Linked DNA regions of Mus musculus: region 1 is linked to region 2. Evidence: chromatin contacts called from public Hi-C data. All regions are on one chromosome and are shown on one strand. Each heading gives the region's core, a stretch centred on a gene start, on an enhancer-like site or on the middle of the called end of the contact. The rest is flanking DNA. Distances are from core to core; before and after follow the strand shown. Region 1 has its middle 34 kb from the start of Cgnl1. Region 2 overlaps Cgnl1 (cingulin-like 1).

What was found. A called contact is a pair of places that touch in the nucleus more often than the background predicts.
Region 1: a contact with region 2 is called in a Hi-C map of uterus, with 4 times the contacts expected there. The contact joins two enhancer-like sites. A contact is called at or near these places in 1 of 15 datasets of contacts at CTCF or cohesin (stem cell-derived epiblast-like cells), 12 of 484 Hi-C or Micro-C datasets (the AML12 cell line, embryonic stem cells, nephron progenitors and 2 more), 2 of 115 datasets of contacts at active chromatin or transcription factors (both in embryonic stem cells) and 1 of 9 other capture datasets (embryonic stem cells).

What each region holds. Positions count from the first base shown.
Region 1 is chr9:71,803,030-71,807,739 of GRCm38.p6, reverse strand. It overlaps a transcript of Cgnl1 not described here. Among named protein-coding and RNA genes, the nearest start is that of Cgnl1, 34 kb to the right of the region's middle. Within about 2 kb of position 1,894, at least 55 of the 459 cell types and tissues checked have an H3K27ac peak or open chromatin away from gene starts, as enhancers often do. A contact at or near this core is called in uterus, where this site is marked.
Region 2 is chr9:71,734,774-71,739,174 of GRCm38.p6, reverse strand. All of the region lies in intron 1 of Cgnl1 (cingulin-like 1), which reads left to right. Among named protein-coding and RNA genes, the nearest start is that of Gm51713, 29 kb to the left of the region's middle. Within about 2 kb of position 1,379, at least 18 of the 459 cell types and tissues checked have an H3K27ac peak or open chromatin away from gene starts, as enhancers often do. A contact at or near this core is called in uterus, where this site is marked.

The DNA.
Region 1 (4,710 bases), core at 645-3,144, 68 kb before region 2:
AAGCCGACCGGGGGCTGAGATGCTGGGCTAAGATACCTTTCCTAAGTCCTGTAAATAACAACAGGCCATCAAAATGGGATTTGAGCCCAAATCTTTTCGTCTTAAGTCTAGTGTTCACTCCATAACACATTTGTGGAAGGTACCAAGGCGCTTCAGTGTTTACGGAGATGAAAGCCTTTCATTTGAAATTTCTTTTCTTTTAAAGTTGTATTTGTTCATTGAAAACTCACAATTTGTTCTGCTCATGGTTTCCCCTCCAGCATCTCCCCCTCCCCCAGCATCTCCCCCTCCCCCAGCACCTCCCCCCCCCCCCGCATCCTCCTTCACTCCCCACTCCTCCATCTCCGAGCCTTCATTATCTTTGTTTTTATAAAACAAATACACATAAAAAGAAAAAAGAACAAATAAGCTGAGCAGTGGTGGCACATGCCTTTAATCCCAGCACTTGGGAGGCAGAGGTAGGCGGATTTCTGAGTTAGAGGTCAGCCTGGTCTACAGAGTGAGTTCCAGGACAGCCAGGGCTATACAGAGAAACCCTGTCTTGAAAAAACTAAAATACACACACACACACACACACACACACACACAAATATATATATATATATATATATATATATATATACACATATGTATGCATATATATATGCACAGAAACAGAATCATACACAATAAAAAGACAAAACTGAAAAAAATGTAGTATGCAAGCAGTAACACGTACACATAAACATGTGCACACACGTGTGCACACACAAACAGGCCCAAATTAAGAAATATGAACCAAAAAAGCCTATAATAATGCTGTTGAGTTCATTTCCTGTTGGTCATCACTGCTGGACACTAACAGAGTCTGTTATTAGCTGTAGTTAATATACTCAGTGAGACTAAATTGGAGAAATTCATTTTTTCCTGTTGTTCATTGGAAATAACCTCTTTGTTAGGAAGGGAAGCTCATGTCCACTTCCCCATTTCAGTGCTATGAACCTGTCTGCTGAAACACATATGAACTCACAGAAACTATGGCAGTACATACAGGGCCTGCACAGGTTTAAAGCAGTTTAACAGTGTCTTCAGAAACTCAAGTCCCTGGAGGAGTTACTCCATACATTACCACCAGGTGGTGCCACCACACAACGGCTGACTCTCCCAAGGGGTCAAGGCTGTATAGAATGGTCAGAAGAGTTAACTGAGCCTGCCTGGATCCACACTGGCTTGACCATGAAGTGCTGACCCGATTTGATAATAAGGGACAAGAGCCAGTCCACTTACTAACCCATCTAGTTGACAAAGATTTCTTTATGTCTAGTAACTATTTTCCTTGTTAGAGACCTGAATCTGTCTCTGAATGTATTATCTTTGTCCGGAGGCACAGGTACAGAACAGGGGTCTTTCACAAAGCCCACCTCCACTCCCCATCATATCCTGAGATGGCTGTCAATCAGGGCTGGAGATGGAAGATCAGAGGTCATATCTAGGCCAGCCAGGCAGCTTTAAACAGTGCAGCACCCTTTGCCTGTATTTATGTCATCTGTGTCAAGGGCTTGGAGAGCTGTGGAGTTGGAGAACTGGAAGGGAAAAGAGACTGGCTGGCTGTCTCACACAGGTGGGACAGGAAGCCTTCTTCACTGGCCACATGGTTCTAGGATTCTGGAAGCTCCTAGGGTGACATGCAAGGACAGGAGCCTGAGACCCAGGCAAGTCACCAGGCTGGCTCTGGCCTAGCCTTAGATGTGCCCATTATTCAGGAGGCCTGCTATGGAAAAGAAGCAGGAAGTCAAAACAGCAAGGAGTAGCTGTCCTGCTTGTCCCAGCACCGTGGGACTATCTACCTCTAGTGTGAGCTGCCCGGAACTTCTTTAGGGAGCAGGCCATGAGTCACTGAGGCGTCACTGGTCTCAGACTCCTGGTTCCTGTTACATGAGGAGGAAGTCTGACTGATGTCAAAGGGTCAGGAGAGGGGTCAGGGACTCTCAGGGTCCAGGTGACGAAGCAGTGTAGTGTTGCAGGCAGTTCACCCTGAGGGGGGACTTCCAGGGACACCAAGGGGCATGGCTTCCTACCCAGGCCAGGCAGCCGCACCCTGGCATGACTGAGGGTGGAGAGGGCACACAGTGAGAGAAGCAGTCTGTCCTCTTTCCCCTTGTCCAGTCCCCCCTCCTCACTCTGCTCTCTCCATCCCTGCTTTCAGCTCTGTGAGGGAGGACCCAGCTCTCCACCAGCACTTGGTCGCTTTCCTTTGCTCCAAAGTTTCAACCAGCCTTAGCATAACAGAAGCTGTTAATAGCAGGGAAAATGAGACGCTTGGAAAGGCTCTGGGCTGTGTGAAAACAATACAAAGTGCCACCCTGAGCTTTGTGGATTATAGTTTAAGAGATGCTTCCAAGAGCATACACCTGTCATCCCAGTGTCTGGGAGGCAGAGTCAGGAGGACCCATAGTGGACTGGAGAGCAAAGCTGTCTCAAAACAAGCAGCCACAGAACCAAAGAGATACCTTTAAAAAAGAACTATCTTATGATAGTAAGTAGCCATCTGTGAAGTACCATTTCATTTCTTAAAATCAGTGTATTGTGTGTGTGAGTCTCTCTCTCTCTGTGTGTGTGTGTGTGTGAGTGTGTGTGAGTCTCTCTCTTTCTGTATGTGTGTGTGTGTGTGTGTGTGTGTGTGAGTCTCTCTCTCTCTGTGTATGTGTGTGTGTGTGAGTGTTTCTCTGTGTATGTGTGTGAGAGTGTGTGTGTAGGGGGGAGGTCTGGCCTGGAGGAGCTGAAGTTACACTCGGTATGGGTTCTGAACGACCAAACTCAAGTCCTCTGCAAGAGCAGTATGTTCTCCTAACAGCTGAACCATCTCTATAATCCAAGAACTTAATAAAATGCTGCTTTTTTTAAAAATGCCATGGGGCTGGAGAGATGGCTCAGAGAGCACTGGCTGCTCTTCCAGCGGACCGAAGTTTAATTCCTAGCACCCACATGGCAGCTCTCAGCTGTCTAAAACTCTAGTTCTAGGTGGAATCTGATGTTCTCACACAGACATATGTGCAGGCAAAACATCGATGCAGAGCAAAACAGAATTGCATTAAAGAACTATTGCTGTGTTCAGGAAAAAAAATCCCCTTCTATGCAACACCTTATGCAGATGCCTAGAGCATCATGGACACAGATATTACAGTAAACCCCACAGGCAGACCTCTGTGCATACAGAAATGCTGTTGTTGTTGTTGTTGTTATTGTTGCTGCTGCTGCTGCTGTTAAAACTTAGCTGGGATTTAAAGGGATTTGAGTGTTTGTAACTCTTTGGTACAGTGGTAACAACCCGAAGCCCCTTCATATTTCATTTCTAAATTCCAGTCTGTAGAAATGATGTCAGTCCTCAGGTATTATGGTATGTGCCCTTCCACCTTTTACCGACCAAGTCCTGACCCTGGTGTCTTGGAATGCGACTGCACATAGTCCTTTAAAGAGGTCATTACTGACGAAATGAAGTCATATGCGTGGGCTCTAATTCAACAAGCCTGATGACCTTTTAAAAAGAGATTAGGGGACAACTCTCGTGTGAGCCCCCCCCCCCACACACACACAGAGAGAGAGAGAGAGAGAGAGAGAGAGAGAGAGAGAGACTTTTGTCTAAAGGCACACACAAGCACACACACAGGGATAGAGAGATAGAGAGGGAGAGAGAAAGAGAAAAAGAAAGAGAGACTCTATGGAAAGAAACAGGGAAAATAAGCCAACTTTAAGCCACAGCAAGAGGCCTTAGAACAAGCTACCCTTGCTGATTCTGAGTCTCGGATTTGTGGCCTCCAGTGATGTTTACCAGCTATCTCCCAACCCAGGTCCTTTATGGCAGAGGAATAGGGACAGAGGAGATGCAAACAGTGTGTCTGCTCCTGTCTCCTTTCAAACAGATGTTTGCACCGAAAGAGTTGATGGATGTTCAGACTCCACACACATTCTTTCTATGCTTCTGTATGTGGCCTCAAAGTGACAGTCTCCCTTCTGAGAGCCTCCTGTTTTAGTAATGGCATAAGCTAGACATGCAGAACCCAGGTGGGGCCTTAGCTGGGGTAGATGGAGAGAGAGGTGCAGCCTCCGGGCCTAGGGCCTTAGCTGGGGAAGATAGATGGAGAGAGAGGTGCAGCCTCCGAGCCTAGCTGAGCTCCAAACAAGTGTGAGGACCGGGTGGAGGTGGCCGGGAGTGGAGAGACTTGGATCACCCCAGCCAGATGCTGAGGTGACCTCCCGGAGTTCTGTGGCAGCAGTGGGCTGGATGAGGACCCTCAGCCGGAAAACCCCTGTAGGAGGGGAAAACTGCTGAGTGGAGACAGTAGAAGTCTTCCTCTGGGGTTTGCCCTGGAGATCATGGCTTACCTTTTATCCCAGCACTCGGGAGGCAGACACAGGAGGATGTGTGTGAGTTTGTACATTGTATCCAGGTCCTCCAGAGATACATAGTAAGACCCTATCTCAAATAAACAAATCAAATAAGTAGTTGATGCAGAATAGTGGGTTGTTTGTTTGTTTGTTTTTGGTAATTAATTTTGTGTGGATGAGCTAGATTTTCCACACGCATAGAAGAAAATTTCCGGGGCAGGTGACAAGTTCTAGAATTCCTAACTGTGTGTGTATTAGATTCTAAGGCCAAGGAGAAAAATTAATTACCTTAGAGCCGAGTTCCTTGGCAGCTGGTGCCCTGCTGGCATTGCAGCCTGCAGGTAC
Region 2 (4,401 bases), core at 130-2,629:
GTGTATGAGTTTTGTCTACATGCATGTGTGAATAGCATGTATGTTTCCAAAGCTCACAGAAGTCAGAAGAAGGTGTCAGATCTCCTGGAATTGAAGTTACAGATGGTCGTGAGCCACCATGTGGATGCTGGAAAACCAAACCTGGGTCCTCTGCAAAAGTAACCAGTGCTCTAACCACTGAGCAATCTCTCCAGCACCAACTTCTTTAAAACCCCAAACTGCCAAGCAGGGATTTCCTTTCTTTGTCTCCATTTGTGTTTTTGTGTGTGTGTGTGTGTGTGTGTGTGTGTGTGTTTTTTCTTTTCCCTCTTCAGTTTTTATTTCCCCTTTCCTGTCTTTGCAGAGTTTGTGTTTTTTTAAACTTTGCCTGTTCTATTTCACAACTTGACACCTGTTTTGGTAAGAATGTCTGCTTCCTGCCTCTGTCAGGACAGTTAGGGCACGAGGTACATTAGTCTAAGACTTCATAGCATGGTGTCTGCTGAGGTCATAGCTGAGGTCAAGAGGCCACCATCAGAGAGACGTGCCAGAGACAAAAAAGGATACTTTGGTTTCCATACCAAAAAAAAAAAGTATAAATTCGTCCCTAAGGGAATAATAACACAGGCATTCAAATGCCTTCTGTCTTCAGGTTTCTGCGCACGTCAGCCACCTGGCGTAAGGTGCGTGTTAATGTTCCACCTGGGTTAATGTCCAGAGGATTGTTTTGGATGCTGCAGTCCTGAGTGGGTTAATGTTCAGAGCAAAGACATCAAGGTTCATAGTGAGTGCATTTAAGAGTTAATTTCGCTGCTATTGCAATCTGAAGAGTTCCATTGGGTTGATTGTTGTGATGATGTAGGGTGAAGACAAGGGACCCCATGTAGGGCTGGGCTTAGAGGGTGGAGGATAGACTCCAGTTGCTATGGTTACAAGACTGGTGTGAGCGATAGCATGACATGGATGGAGAAGAGCATCCCTAAGCGGAAGTTTGGATGTCCAAACCTCGGAGCTGGGAGCTTGAAATTGGCTCATCTGCAGGGAGGTTCCGGTGTGTTCACCTCTGAACACTTTTCTCTTTGTAGATTGTCATTCATCTCCAGGAGATGGGAGGAGGTGGAGGGTGGGCCGTGGGTTCTGTAGAGGAGAGAGACAGGAGTGACTTTGTTTTGTGTATTTGGATTATCTTATTGATGTCTTTCCTGGCACTCCCAAGGCACAGAGGTAGTTCCCTGGGCTGACACTGTCGTTCTTTGTTAAACCTTCACCGTACCCAGTAGCTGATCTTGCTATAGCCTTTGAAAGTTGGCATCTATTCAGCACAATACTTAACTACCAGGAGGAAGAGGGAAAGTAATGCACCCTCCAGTTAATATTGATCCTGCTCAGCTCTCTGCTCCTGAGCACCAGGTTGTGTTTGGCATTTGTCATGGGGTGGAGGGAGAGAGTGTGGGGAAGGAAGGTTGCTGTCTTATAGGTCAGCTTTCCTTTTTGCTTTTGAGACAGTCCTCTGGGCTGGCCTCAGACTCAGTATGCAGCTAAGGATAACCTTGAACTCTGATCCTCCTGCCTGTGCTTCCCAAGTGTCCCAAGTCCTGGTTTTTCAGACCTAACAACCATGCCTAGTCTGTGCAGTTCTGAGGATCAAAACTTACTTCCAAGTTGTGCTTGCTCCAGGCCTGGGTTTCTGTAATGCCTTGCTGGTGTTTTCTCCAATCTTGGCAAACCCTGGAGTCTTGTGAGGCTCTGTTGACTCTATCTGGGATCTGGCTCAATCTTCTCATTGAGCCTCTGACTTGCCTGGCTCAGAGTTCTAAGCCTGTTGTTGACATGAAAACACAGCTCTCTCCTCAAAGGAATACAAGGTAATTTATTCTGGAGCAAGATATGAGTGACGGTGGCCTAGGAATAAGGATTCAGGCTGCCTTCAGTACCATAGTCTGGTGTGGTAATGCCTTCATGTAGTATTTATAATTATGTAAAAATCAAGATGGTTTTAAAGGACATTGAGAGCAGCAGGTAGGTAGGTTACAGCAAAGTGGGGAGGCCCTGTTGCAGACCTCAGGAGCTGTGTTTGATGACACTTGGAAGGGAGTAGTGTATTAACACATACCGGAAGTCACATGGCAGCTATAGGCTGTTAGGTCAGTCAAATGGGTGGACCATGGATGACTATTAAGGGAGCTAAAGATAGCCCAAGATAATTTGGATCTGAATCTGCAACATTCCAACTCTCAGTAACTGTAAATTTAATCTGTCAATCAGCTTTATAGAGTCTTTAACTCTGTGTGTCGGTCTGTCTGTCTATGTCTATGTTTGTATCTGTGTTTCTCTGCAAACATTAGTCCATACTGCTCTCTCTGCTTGGTTTGAGAGATTCCCTGCAAGGCTGGCAATTTCCTTCCAGCTACAAGTTCTCTTCTTAGAGCGGCCTTCTGGTCTGGTCCATGTTTATTCTTTCCCTACACAGTGTAAACTTTGTGGGGCAAGGGCCTCACCACTCCACGTAACTACTGCACAAGGCTGGCAAGCATGGTAGCAGACTCTTAGGAAGAACTTATTAGTGGTACTGAACAATCATAGCATGACCTCTGGATGTTGCTACTTGGCTGCAGTGTGGTTGTATGTCACGTTACAATATTTTAATCATGAGCTATAGAAAGAACCAAAGTGGACGGATCAGATGATGCCTTTATGCCAGTGAGCCTTCCTTGCTTAGACATCTGTACACAATAAGGATGCTTTATTACATATTACAGTTGCAGGGCCCAGGGTAGGAAGGGACACAGCAGACCCTAAGTTCTAACCTGCGTCCCAGGCTCTCAGAGATGATTTGGTGCTTGGAAATTGGAGGCCACTGGAGACATGTTCTTGCTCTGAAAGGAGATTGAATGGTCCTTTTCCTGTGTACACTTCACCCGAACACATCAACACATGTGTGCATTGAAATGTGGTTCCCTGCTAGGTGTAATTTAATAAAGGCCTAGCCATATGTAACACGGGAGAGCCCAGAGCCAAAGATGAGGCTGGGCTCAGGGGCAGGCGCTCCAAACCACGGGGTGTTTCCATGGGTAGCCAGGCCGACTAGGACCTGGATAGTTGTTGAGAGTAAAGTGCAGCATGGCCGGGTGGCCTTGGGCCAGGTGGCTTTGGGTTAGGGTTTGGATAATATTCTTTCTCACAAGAGTTCCAGGTTGGAAGGTTTTACCAGAGAATGTCCCTGCTGTCACCAACTATAGTAGTCACCTTGAACAAGAGACAACCTGCATCTGTGTGTGTACGGATCTGCTAAGGTTTTGTTTTAGGAAGTTTATTTGCTTTTGTTTTAAAACAATGTTATGTTCTACTTTTCTTTTACTTGTTCCATTTTGCTTTGAGATGGCAGCTCTCTATGTCCTCCATACTGTCCTGGAACTCAATGTGTAGTGCAGGCTGGTCTGGGATTCATAATCCTCTCGCTTCTGCCTCCCAAGTGCTGGTACAACAGGCATGTATACCACCATGCCTAGCTCCTTCTGATTTTCTTTATTCCTTTTTTCTTTCTATGTTTAGATTTATTTATTTTTATGTCTGTTAATTTTTTTTTTTTTTGCCTGCATGCATATCTTTTGAGGGTGCCAGATCCTCTAGAGCTGGAGTTACAGATAGTTGTGAACTGCCACGTGGGTGCTGGGAATTGAACCTGGGTACTCTAGAAGTGCAGCCAGTGCCCTTAACCACCGAGCTATTTCTCCAGCCCCCACCCCCTTTTAAACAGCTGTACTAGATGCTATTTAGAAGGTGCCCCTTGTTTATAGCACAGCCCATTTGGTACTTGTGCCCAGCAGACCAAGACAGCTGGAGACTTGATTGGTTGTGATTTGGAGCCAGGAGGTGGGTGTCAGGGAACCTGTACCCAAGAGCACCTCCCAGTGGTTCTGTTTGCTCATGCACACTTTCTCTGGTGAGGACGTAGGTGGATGCAGGATCCCTAGTTGGTTCTCTGGGACCCCTCAGAAAGCTCACTCCTCAGAAAGCCAGGGGAAAGGATGGGCATAGGGTTCTGTTGCAGTAGGCTTCTTGGGGTAGGTGCCTGTAAGTGGCCTGTCCATTTGGCACATTGTTGATTTATCTCCAATGATGCAGGCTCGGAGATCCCAGGGCCTGTTTCCTGTCTACCGCCCATATACCTTGGGACACCGCTGTCATTGGTGGGAAGAAAGGCCATAGTGGACCTGTGGCTCTTGTTCTAGTGCTGAAGGCTGAGATAACCATTCTGGCTGGAGGTGCCTAAAGGATGAGGAGTTGTTATGGAAGACCTGTGTTTCCATCATGGGTGTATGCAGACTTGCACTAGGAAGCCTGGGCTAACGCCGCTGACTGTCTTCCTCAATCACTGCTTCAAATCTTATTTTTTGAGACAGTCTCTCACCGAGTGTGGAA